Regions from separate parts of the Rattus norvegicus genome. Here region 1 is linked to region 2. The links are chromatin contacts, called in public Hi-C maps. All regions are on one chromosome and are shown on one strand. Each heading gives the region's core, a stretch centred on a gene start, on an enhancer-like site or on the middle of the called end of the contact. The rest is flanking DNA. Distances are from core to core; before and after follow the strand shown. Region 1 overlaps Abca4 (ATP binding cassette subfamily A member 4). Region 2 holds the start of Abcd3 (ATP binding cassette subfamily D member 3).

Region 1 (6,069 bases), core at 1,889-4,388, 350 kb after region 2:
GGACCGAACCCAGGGCCTTGCGCTCGTTAGACAAGCGCTCTACTGCTGAGCTAAATCCCCAACCCCTTATTCTTATTTATTAACTCCAAGTTCTGGGGACCACATAACCTGGAGGTTGCTGCCCATCCTATCCAGGTTACCTGGTAACAACAACCCTGCCTTCCTCTTCCCAGGTAGAACCATCATCATGTCCACTCACCACATGGATGAGGCAGACCTCCTTGGTGACCGCATTGCCATCATTTCTCAGGGAAGGCTCTACTGCTCTGGGACGCCACTCTTCCTGAAGAACTGCTTTGGCACAGGCTTCTACTTGACCTTAGTTCGCAAGATGAAAAACATCCAGAGCCAAAGATGTGGCTGTGAGGTGCGTGTCTGTCCAGGGAAGGAGCCTAGCTTGGGCGAGAAGGGACAGGCGCTGTAGGGCTGCTGTTCCAGGTAGAACTGCCCACCGGACCTTTAATTGTTGGAATCAGCTTCTTTCTGGACTATTTGCAGATCTCAGTAATTGTGTTCCAAACTACCATACAGAGATAACCAGCGGGGCTGGGAGTAATGTGGTATACCAGGGGAGCGCCTTGCCCTTTGAGGTTAGACAGCTCCCCCCCCCCCGGCACCCCCCCCCCCCCCGCCACTGGGGACCGAACCCAGGACCTTGTGCTTCCTAGGTAATCACTCTACCACTGAGCCAAATCCCCAACCCCAAGACAGCTTTATTTAAGCTGTTTCTCCTCCATCCAAACATTCACGCTCCCCAGTTAAACCTGAATTCCAGGAGTGGATGAAATCTAACGACAGATATCCTTGGAGACTAGAACCTAAAACTTGTGTGGGGGTGAGGACAACCACTGGGCCTGTCCTTAGAACCAGGGTTAGTCTCCTGTGTCAGCCCGAGCAAGTGATTTTATTCTGTGCTGTTGTTGTCTTTCCTCGAGTGGGAAATGAAGCAGATGACACTGGCTTCTGCTTCGTAGGGATGTGGTGGAGACCAATGAGATGGAGCCTTGTGTTTCCTGGGCTCCTTGAGAACAGGTATCCCGGGCATTCAGGCTGTCAGGAATGTTCTGGTGCAATGCTATTCATGCCTCCAGTGTAAATGGATACTGTGGGTTTTCCTGTCCTGGTGGGTTTTCACAGCCTGGTGTCCAGAGGGGTTGGGAGGGGAGCGGAATGTCTCTCCAAGTGCTACGTGACTAATGACAAGGCATGGGATGCTTTGAGGTTCTGCCTCTCTCTCTGCTGACTCACACTCCTTCTGGGATAAAAAGTCAAGCAAGCTCCACCCTCAAAATGCTCAGATGAATTGATAGATTAAACAGTGAAGAAAAAACAGTGTCATCCGCAGCTGCTGATGAGAGACAGACGGGGCGGTGGTGACAGCAATTGGCACGGTGAAGATGCTATCATTGACGTGATCTGTATCTCGTCAGCCCTTTCTGTCCATCTGTTGCAGGGGGCCTGCAGCTGTACATCAAAGGGTTTCTCTGCCAGGTGTCCAGCCCGAGTCGATGAGATAACGGAAGAACAAGTCTTGGATGGTAAGAGCCGGGCAGGTTGAACCTCAGCTCTGTTTCGGTGACCTTCTCACCACCCTGTGCTTTGAAGCCCAGGGTGGGAGCAGTTGCTCATCTTCCTCTGAGCCTGTCTCTCCTCCATTCCTGAAGTGATCTCAAAGTCGCTCAAACCTAAGTGCCCTCTCTTTAATGAGGAATCCAACCTTCGTTCACTCCTCACCCTTACCCATGTTAAGCCTTGGCTTTTACACTCCTCCTGTCTGAAACACTGTGGACACACCCCCTCCTCAAAGTGTGCCAAGGTACCCTCTGCCTGCCTCTCTCTCTCTCTCTCTCTCTCTCTCTCTCTCTCTCTCTCTCTCTCTCATTTTTATTTTGTGTGTATGACTGCTTGCATGTATGAAAGTGAGTTGTGCCTGCAGAAGCTAGAAGAGGGCATTGACTCCTCTGAAGCTACAGATACAGTTAGCTGTGAGCCATCGTGTGGGTGCCAGGAACTGAACCTGGGGCTCCTGTAAGAACAGTGAGTGCTCTTGACTGCTGAGACATCTCTCCACCCCTCATGTCTCTTACAGGAACGTATGGAGTATCTGAGTGTGTAGGTGTGAAGGATGCAGGAAAGGATACAGGGTGTCTTTAAGCAATGTCACACATTCCCCTCTTGCCACCCAAGTTCCCAGGGAGCCTCCCTGGAATTTAAGGGTAAAGAGACCTCACTGTCACCAGAGAGAGGCAGTAAATAAGCTCACCTGTCAGATCTGACCTCAGGGTCCCAAGAGCTCTTTCCACCCTCAACTCTCGCCCACCTCCATTCCTCAGATGCCTTTGCAAGGGGAATGCCGCAGGACCTAGGATCCCATGTAAAAGGAAAATGAAACTTAGGCACTGACTCAGCTTTATGAACAGAGGAAAAGTGTGTGCTTATCAAAGAAAGTTTCCTATTAACACATCTCCCCCTGTGCCAAGTATTGATGCACAGTCCTAGTGGGTGAGGGAAACTGGGAGAAAGTGCATTCGCACACAGCCTTAACCCCAGTAGGAGCAGAGTTAGGCAGATGTCTGTGAGTTCTAGGCTCTCCAAGTGACATAGTGAAACCCTGTCTCAAATAACAACAAAGGCCTGAGAGAAGGCCTGCAGGTCCCTCACCAGGATTTACTCTCCGTTCTCTGTGTAGTCAGTGCTGAACCGAAAAGGTTTCTTTAGTGCGGTGTCTCTGAATCTCCTGTCTTGCTCATCTTACTGAGTTATCGCCTATGTTAATTTTTCCTTGGAACCTTGGTCAAGACATTGGTGTTTTAATTACTTATTTAAAAATTGCCATCAAAACCAAGTTGGAATGTGTTTTTGACTGACATGATTTTTTTTTTAAAGTTTGGCTTTACTTCTGTGAAAGTTGTTTTTTGTTCTTGTTTTGGTTTGGTTTGGTTTTCGGTTTTTTGTATAGAAAGAACATGCTGCCAAGGTGAAAAGTACTATAGGTAGTTATGCCCTCAACTAGGAAGGATCCCTTCATCTCCAGTTACCTCCTCGGCTGGCTTTTCACTCACACACACCCACATACCACTCACACAGTCCCTGAATGACTCACACATAGACTGCTGGGCCAGATGGACACTTCTGAGAGGCCGACCCATAACTAAGGGACGGTTCCTGGGAATCCAGTGACTGGGTCCTACTTCCTTCCTAAGAGAACAATGAGTGTGACCCCTACAAGCTACTGGGGCAGAGCTATTTCCTCCAGTAAAGAACTCCCCGGTCCCAGTATGAGATCATCTAGGACTAAAGACAATCACATAGTTTGCAGGTGTGACACACAGGCCTTCCACAGCTCAACGGGCTCTCAATGGGGAGCTGTGAAATATTAACCAATTGAAAGACAGAGGAGACTCCCCTGGGTGATGCTGACTCTTACAGAAAACTGACCTGAATATCAAGGCTCACTGGGATTAGCATAACATAGACCTATAATCCCAGCAATCTGGAGGCTACTGCAAGAGGATTGTGAGTTCAAGGCCAGCCTCAGGGAAATAACCAATGCCACTCACCCCTGCTCCGTGTGCTATCCTCATCCCCTCCCGGGCTGGGGCTTCTCAACCCCCTGCAGTGGCTGATTATTGAGTCTCCTGTTTGAGAGGTCAGGTACAGACCAAGGGAAAATAGTTAAAGCAGGCTTGGGCAAGGTTTAGTAAGGAGACTTGCCTCCTCTTCTAGGCCTGGGTCTTGGCCTATAGCTTCAAAAGCAGACAAGGGAAAGAAAATGACTTTGACTTAACCCCTAAGCCTCCAGTGCATGAGAGGCAGAAGCAGTGCCAAGTTCACCTCCTGGGCTAATGGTCAGGGATACAGCAACAGCTAAGTGTCATTTTTGTACCACTGCTAGCACTGTGGGTACGTTACCCCCTCCTCCCCTCCATCCACATGAACAGTCTTGGAATGGACACAGCTGTTTTCCCCTTTCACAGATGAGGAACTGGAGGAGGACTCACCCAATTTAGTGTTCCTTGAGGCAATAGCACATCTGACTGAACTAGAGATTGGTCCTCCCTCAGGCTGCACCACCTGGATGGAGTATGTTTGTCATAGAGTCAACAAAGCTAAAAATAGAAATGGCAGGACACGGAGGGCCAAGGGTGTGGTTCACGCCTCTAATCCCAGCTTTGTCTCAACAAACAGATAAACAGAAACACACAAACACACACACACCCTCAAACACCACACACACACACACACACACACACACACACGCATTCACACACACTCACACACCACACATATGCACATGAAAGAGACAGACAGAGACAGAGAAACAGACAGAGACAGAGACATAGAGAAGGGGAGACTGAGGAGGAGAGGGAGGGACGAGAGGCAAGGGGGTGGTGGCTATCTGCCCCTTTCTCCAATGGGCTAGAGAAGGGAAGGGAAGGGAAGGGGAGGGGAGGGAAGGGAAGAGAAGGGAAGGGAAGGGAAAGGAAGAAGGGGAGGGGAAGGGAGGAGAGGGAAGGGGAGGGGAGAGGAGAGGAGAGATGAGGAGAGGAGAGGAGAGGGGAGGAGAGGGGAGGGGGAGGAGAGGGGAGGGGAGGAGAGGAGAGCAGAGGGGAGGGGAGGAGAGGGGAGGGGAGGGGAGAGGAGGAGAGGACAGGACAGGAGAAGAGAGGAGAGAAGAGAGAGAGATGAGGAGAGGAGGGGGGAGGAGAGGGGAGGGGAGAGGAGAGGAGAGGAGAGGAGAGGAGAGGGGAAGAGAGGAGAGAGAGAGATGAGGAGAGGAGGGGGGAGGGGAGGGGAGGGGAGGAGAGGAGAGGAGAAGGGAGGAGAGGGGAAGAGAGGAGAGAGAGATGAGGAGAGGAGGGGGGAAGGGAGGGGAGGGGAGAGGAGAGGAGAGGAGAGGAGAGGAGAGGAGAGGAGAGGAGAGGAGAGGAGAGGAGCTCCAGGAAGTCTTATAGTCTTCCAGATTGTAGAATAGGCTGAATCAGGTTGACATGAGTCTTTTTTTCCTGGCCTAGGGGATGTGAAGGAGCTGACAGATTTGGTGTACCACCATGTTCCAGAGGCAAAGCTGGTGGAATGCATTGGCCAAGAACTTATCTTCCTCCTCCCAAACAAGAATTTCAAGCAGAGAGCATATGCCAGCCTCTTCCGAGAGCTGGAGGAGACTCTGGCTGACCTGGGGCTCAGCAGCTTTGGAATTTCTGACACTCCCCTGGAAGAGGTGAGGCAGAGATGGCAGTCGGTTTCTGTCTAGCGCCAGAAAAGGCGGCTCTTGCAAAAGCCTAACACCAAAGCAAAACCTGACAAAAGTAAAAGCCATAACTCTCCAGCTCTCTCTTCAGCTGGCTTCCTCCTACCTTGGTCCACACGCACACGTATTTGCTGCAGTTGTGGTCATCATGTGCTCACACCTTCTCATTTATAGAAGACTGTGTTCTCAGATAGTTAGGATGGATTTCTTCCCATGGTGAAACAGTGCCCAGCACAGTGGAACTAGGTTTAGATTTCCCCGAAAGCATGAAAGCCTGAACCTAATTCTCTCTTCGTGTCTCAACAGATTTTCCTGAAGGTCACGGAGGATTCTGAATCAGGTTCTAAGTTTGTAGGTATGCATGGTGCCGGACTCAGTGGCTTGTCTCATTTTCCCAGACTCGATCTTAAAAAGTCTACAGAGCCCCAAGTAATGCATTTTTTGTTCTTGGTGCCTACCGGTGAGAGACCAAATTTGACTACATTCTGGAACATTCTGGATGGATCAGGATTCTTACCCATGTCAGACTGGTAGATTTCTCCCCCCAAAATTCACCTCCTACTCCCCTGGTCTCCTTTTTTCTGTCATGTCACCACAGTATCCCTCCTCTCTACCAGGCTTCTGATACAGTCTTGTCTGCATGAGTGATGGTCAGCAGAGAGCCCTTAGCGATAACAGTGACAGTTAATATAACCCAGATGCCAACTACAGTCTCCTGACCCTTTGTGATCAAGATAAAAACACTCTAAAACTCTCAGTCAGTAACCGATGGACTTTGAAATAGTGGGGACCAAAATTCCTGTGACTTCTGGCCTTTT
Region 2 (5,937 bases), core at 1,650-4,149:
AACCACTACCACAAGTAAGCTAGTATTAAAGTGTCCGCACACTTCACCGTCCTCACTTTTAACATTTCTTATTTAAGTTTCTTTCCCTAACAAGAGCATAAGCGCCTTAAGATGGCTTACTTATTTTAAATGTTATAGATAGATAGATAGATAGATAGACAGACAGACAGACAGACATCTGTCTCCTACAGCATGTAGCACAGAAAATAGCCCTAAACAAACAATTCCTTTTTCGTGATTAAGCGACTTTTGCCCATGAATTACAAGAGTCCATTGCTTAAGGGAGAGTAAAGAGGGAAAAGTTAGCACAACAGTGGTAGGAAATGATTAGAAAGAAATACAAAGGAACTTTCTGGGGAGATAAAAATGTCCCAATTTGTAAGACGGATGTAATACAAGTGTGTCCATTTGTTTGACAAGTGTAACTAAGAATTGCACATTTCAATAAATATGTTTTACTTGTAACGGAGTAGGGATCAAACAAATGGATGGAACAATATGGGTGAAATGAATAGGGGATTATTATTCTATTTACTCCATAGGTATGCAAAATATTTCATAATAAGTGTGTGTGATGTAATAGGGTAATAAAAGTTACATTAATAGAATTTTAAAGTAACAGAATTTTATCTTAATATTTAGAATAATGTTGCAACATAACTTCTGAGTGCTTTACTAGTTATGTCAGCTATCCAATTCCAAGAGAATATACATTCTAAGACAAACTTACTATTCACAGATAATCACTTATCCCATAGGTAAGTACCGAAAGATATTAAAATTAATTAGCTCTGTTACCAAACACACCCAAGGGCCAGGGCAATAGAAGGTCAAAATTTTATAACCTCCAGACTGTGAAACCAAAGATAGGGATTGAAAGATAAGAACATGAAAGTGTACATCTAATATATATATACATATATATATACATTATATGTACTAATATATTTAGATATAAGCCTATATAATATATATTAGTGACTTATGTAAGTTCAATCATTTTATCTCAGTAATTTATGTCTCACATTTATCTGCTCATAATCTGCATCCTCAACCCTCTAAATATTTAAAGATTAGCAACTCTCTTTGGTTCAGTAAACTACCTGTTGCATAATTCTATCTTCAGAAAGTTCACAAAGTTTCTCAAGAAGATCTTTGGAATGGCAGGTGAACAGCTTCAATTACTCAGGAAGATAAATTATATTATACTATCACCTCTATTGCTATTATTTCCCAGTAGATTTGGTTTGAAACTCCCTGTACTCAATAATCTACAGTACTACAACACAACGGAGCTGTTGGTTTGGACTGTGACTGGAAAGAGACGTGAGGGAATTCTGGGTGCCGATAAGATTCTGCTTCTGGATCTGGGCACTGATGATACAGGTTGTCTTTTACTTGCAAAAATCTTGCCAACCTGACATTTATGCTGCATAGTGTTTTCTGTATGTATACAAGTGTCTCAGGAAAAAGGACATTTTTTAAAAATCAGTCAGAGCTGTTAGCAGTCAAGTTCCCTCCCTAGTAAAATGCCTATTCTATGCACTGAAACGCTTCCCTACAAAGACTGTAACTCAAGACAAAGCATCTAACACGTTCTATCAGCATATTCCAAATAACTGATAACTTCTAATCCCAAAGGAGAGTTCAGAAAGGATACAATCTAACAGAAAAATATTTAGACTTAATCAGCCCCACCCAGAACTCTTTGAAAAAAAAAAAAGGTTAGTGTGTGAAGGTGACGCATATTACTATTTTGTAAAGCTGATTTAGGAAGAAAGGGGCCAATGTTGCAGTCAATAGGCAAGTCAAAATAGACAGGACAGAAAATACTTCGTGAAAGGGTACTTGGAGCTCTCTGCTAGTATTTTAGGCCAAATTCTAATAAGGTAGATCAAGCAAATCAAAGGCAGGAGACAATAGTACCTGCCCAGAGGGTTGATGAAATAAAAAGCATAGAAGAATTATTCTAAGATTGAATATTAAATATCCAAAGACTTAGCAAGAATGCTTAGTTAGGAAGTAACCTTTTCTCTTTCGCTCGCTGCAATCAAATGTGCGACAAGAAATAAAATTGTGCCTGTAATCCCAACACCAGAACTCAATTCTCTCCTTTCCCAATCTCCCAGGAGTTCAAAGTAAACTTTGACTTTCTCTCCAGGCAGGTAGCTGTACGCTGTAATTAACAAGTGATCTTCACCTAAAACACACTTTCACCTTTCACCTATAAAGCAGATGGAGGAAACTTTGTCCTGCACACACCACCCAGCCAATTCAACCTTTCCAAATGAGCTGTCAGGGCATCCACTGACCAATTCCGGAAAAGGGCACCGCTTTAGAAAAAATCGTGCCCACTGGATCCAGAAAACCCCCAAGAACGCCCCTGGCCACTATCCACCGCCACTACTCCGGAGTCGAGCAGGCGTAAAATGTCCATCCCGAACGAAACCTTAGCGTTCTGTGGCGATGAGATGGCAAAACCAGAATGCACCCATAAAGTTGACATGCAGGGGGAAGTGGTGAGGGGGCGCAGGGACGCGGCGCGCCCTCCTCCCTCCCGCAGTCTGGGGATAGCGCAGTGGCCGCCAGGCCGAGGGCCGCGGGGCTCGGGGACCGCTGGCTGGGTTCTGCGGGCACCCGCGCAGCTCCGGACCTGGAGAGAAGGGCAAGGCGCGCTCCCGGAGCAGCCGGCTCGGGCCCGGGAAAGCGGCGCGGCCGCGAGCCTCACCCGTGCAGGCCGAGGGCGCGACGCCGCTTGTGGAGCAGGCAGAACAGCAGGAACGCGGCCCCCGCCAGCGAGGAGTTCCGCGCCGTCAAGTACTTGCTGAAGGCCGCCATGGCACCGGCAGGGCGAGCGAGCCGCGGTATAGGGGACGCGCCGGCGACAACCTCAGTGCAGGAACCGCGGGGGAAACTGGGAGGATAGCTCGGCGCCGAGAGAGGGCGGGGCCGGCCGCGCGGGAACGCCCCCTGGCGCGCGCCGCCGCGCCGAGCCCACCCTGGACTTTGGCTTCCCGGACGCGCGCGCGGGCGCGGGGCGATCGAAAGGTCCTTCCCTAGAGGGACGCTCTGCGCACGCGCGGACCCCCACTGACTCGCCGGAAACGCGGCGGGCCAGCGGTGCTGGTCCTAGGCGCGGATCCGAGCTACCCCCGCTTCGGCCTTGGGAGCTCTGCTTGCACAAACCCTAGCTTTCACAAGAACTGGAAGAGCGGGCCAGGCCTGCGCCGCGGACTTAGTGGGCCCTGCCCCTCTGCCATCCCCTGGATGGGTCGGTACCACCCTCTTAAAGAAGCCGAGGGAGGAGGGGAACGGCTCCATCACAGAGCACTAGTATGGTCTACATTTACAACTTAAAGAGTGAAGGGAGACCAGGAAGAGAAAGACTACAATCAGATATCTTATTTCAAGTTGCCTTAGATTTTGGTATCTAGGACTTCTGTAAAATCGGTTGGGGACGATGGATCCACCGCTGTATTAATTTTTTAATAAGAATAATGTAGGGGTTGGGGATTTAGCTCAGCGGTAGAGCGCTTGCCTAGCAAGTGCAAGGCCCTGGGTTCAGTCCCCAGCTCCGAAAAAAAGAAAAAAAAAAAAAAGAATAATGTAGTGGGAAAAAGCTCAGAATGCGTGACAAAAAGGAGTTTTAAGAAAAATTATTCTTTTTGTAGATATGTACAGGGATGGCGATAAAAAATGTATTTCTTTATGTTAGGTCTAGTCAAAGAAAGTTTGAGAAACGCTGTTCTTTGCAAAGGGACATTCAGAAATAACAATTGTGCGTTGTATTAATGCTGGCCTTACTCCCAGAAGCAGACGGGCTTTACAGATTACAGCATTCTTCTCCTGTCCCACCCCTATCATGCAGAAATTGTTATCCCTAGCATTTAGTCCAGTGCATGCACAATAACTTTTTTTTTTTTTTTTTTTTGGTTCTTTTTTTTCGGAGCTGGGGACTGAACCCAGGGCCTTGCGCTTCCTAGGCAAGGGCTCTACCACTGAGCTAAATCCCCAACCCCCACAATAACTTAATGAATGGCTGTTTTCAGTTTAAGAAACTGTAGAGAAGCAAGTGTCTGAAAGGAAGCTTATAAAACCTTACACAATACATAAATGTTGCCTGCCCATAAAAGTAACCAATGAAACAGTGGTGCCCTAGGTGTTTTCTCTGTGTGATTGGTTAAACGGTTATGAGAATGGAAAAAAACAGACACCGACCGTGGTGTGTGCTGTGTACAGGAGCTCAACAATCAGTTAAAAGTCTAAGTTACGCAAAAGTAGAGCCTGTACCAAATCCTCCATATGCCATTCGTATTATCTTCCCATTACCCTGGGAGTCACTGAGGTAATTAGGTATGCCTGGCACAGAGAATACAAGTATGAACAATCAATCCCTTATTCTCCAGAGGCTGGTACAGAAGAAAAACACGAAGAAAAATATGGATGAGTTAAGTGTCAGCATAGAGAAATGAACTAGGTCCTATGAGAATATAATAGAATTTAGAGTTTTGCTAGAACTTTTTATTAACACTTGACCAATAGGATGATTTCAAAGTTACACCCTAAGACCAAAGGAGTCCACTAGCAGATGTGGGGAGTTGGGCGGGCACTATTTCCCTAGTGAGTTGCAATGTAGTATAAAATCATTGGACACTTGGGGGAGAAGAGTTTATAATAATCAAAGAAGGGTTTCTAAAACTGATTGAAAACATCTATTTTTTAAAAAAAAAAAGCAGATTTCAAAACATTCAGAAAAATAAAAGAGAATAATCCACTGACAAAATATTCTACAAAATGCCCTTACTCAAGAAGCGTACAAGATTCTAGGGGGGCAGGAAGAGGAAGAAAGGTGGGTAGGCGAGTAGATTATGCAAGCTATGATGTTTTCGAGTTGTTGATATGCCCATCTGATAAAAACCACTGAGGATTAGTCTAATAACGTCAGCTTCTAGCAAACTGGTACAAAAAGGGACAGCACACAGGAGAAGGCCCTCGTCACCAAGAAAGGATGAAGAAATGTCTACACTGAGAGAAGGAGTATAAAAATCTAAAGGAAGAAGTGCTTGAGAGGCTCAAGGCAAATTGGATCCACTTCTGATATTAACCCTGAGTAGAAAAGTAGACTCCATGTTGTATTTTTTTTTTTTTTGGAAACATGAATTTAAATCAAGGCAGAGAATTGTGTCTATATACCCTGGTCTCTAAATTGAGGCTTGTCTTAGTTAGGGTTTCTATTGCCGTGATGAAACACCATGACCAAAAGGCAAGTTGGGGAAGAAAGAGTTTATTTGATTTATGCTTCCACACCAACTGCTCATCACTGAAGGAAGCCAGGACAAGAACTCAAACAGAGAAGGAACCTGGAGGCATGGGCTGATGCAGAGGTTGTGGATTAGTGTTGCTTACTGGCTTGCTCAGCCTGCTTTCCTGAGACCCAGGACCCAGGACCACCAGCCCAGAAATAACCACACCCACAACGGGCTGGGCCCTCCCCTGTCAATCACTAATTAAGAAAATGCCCTATAGGCCTGCACTTATGGATCTTATGGAGGCCCATAAAAGTAACCAATGAAACAGTGGTGCCCTAGGTGTTTTCTCTGTGTGATTGGTTAAATGATTACGAGAATGGCAAAGACCAGACACCAACCAACCGACCGTGGTGTGTGCTGTGTACAGGTGCTCAGCAATCAGTCAAAAGTCTAAGTTACGTAAAAGTAGAGCCTGTACCAAATATTTTGTTAATTGAAATTCCCTCCTCTCAGAGGACTCTAGCTCATGTCATAAAACTATCCAGCTCAAGACCACGTCTCTGAGTCAAACTAAGGTTGTTCAAATCCTCCAAACAAGAAGGGGATCCACTCTTGGTGACACAGTCTCAGAGCAACAAAGTTTAGGATTTTCGAAGGGAAAATAGTTCTTCAGTTCTACGTCATTTGA

The links. A called contact is a pair of places that touch in the nucleus more often than the background predicts.
Region 1: a Hi-C map of liver shows a contact between it and region 2, with 2.6 times the contacts expected there. The contact joins the enhancer-like site here to the promoter of Abcd3 in region 2. A contact is called at or near these places in 2 of 12 Hi-C or Micro-C datasets (kidney and liver).

What each region holds. Positions count from the first base shown.
Region 1 is chr2:212,935,198-212,941,266 of GRCr8, forward strand. Abca4 (ATP binding cassette subfamily A member 4) reads left to right here. Exons shown (of 50, transcript NM_001107721.1): 23 at 174-367; 24 at 1,454-1,538; 25 at 5,016-5,221; 26 at 5,558-5,606. Among named protein-coding and RNA genes, the nearest start is that of Abca4, 89 kb to the left of the region's middle. Within about 2 kb of position 3,139, at least 18 of the 93 cell types and tissues checked have an H3K27ac peak or open chromatin away from gene starts, as enhancers often do. A contact at or near this core is called in liver, where this site is marked.
Region 2 is chr2:212,587,480-212,593,416 of GRCr8, forward strand. It overlaps Abcd3 (ATP binding cassette subfamily D member 3), which reads right to left and starts at 2,900. Exons shown (of 23, transcript NM_012804.2): 1 at 2,729-2,900. The coding sequence starts at 2,838. LOC108350099 (a long non-coding RNA gene) reads left to right here and starts at 3,024. Exons shown (of 2, transcript XR_001836889.3): 1 at 3,024-3,271.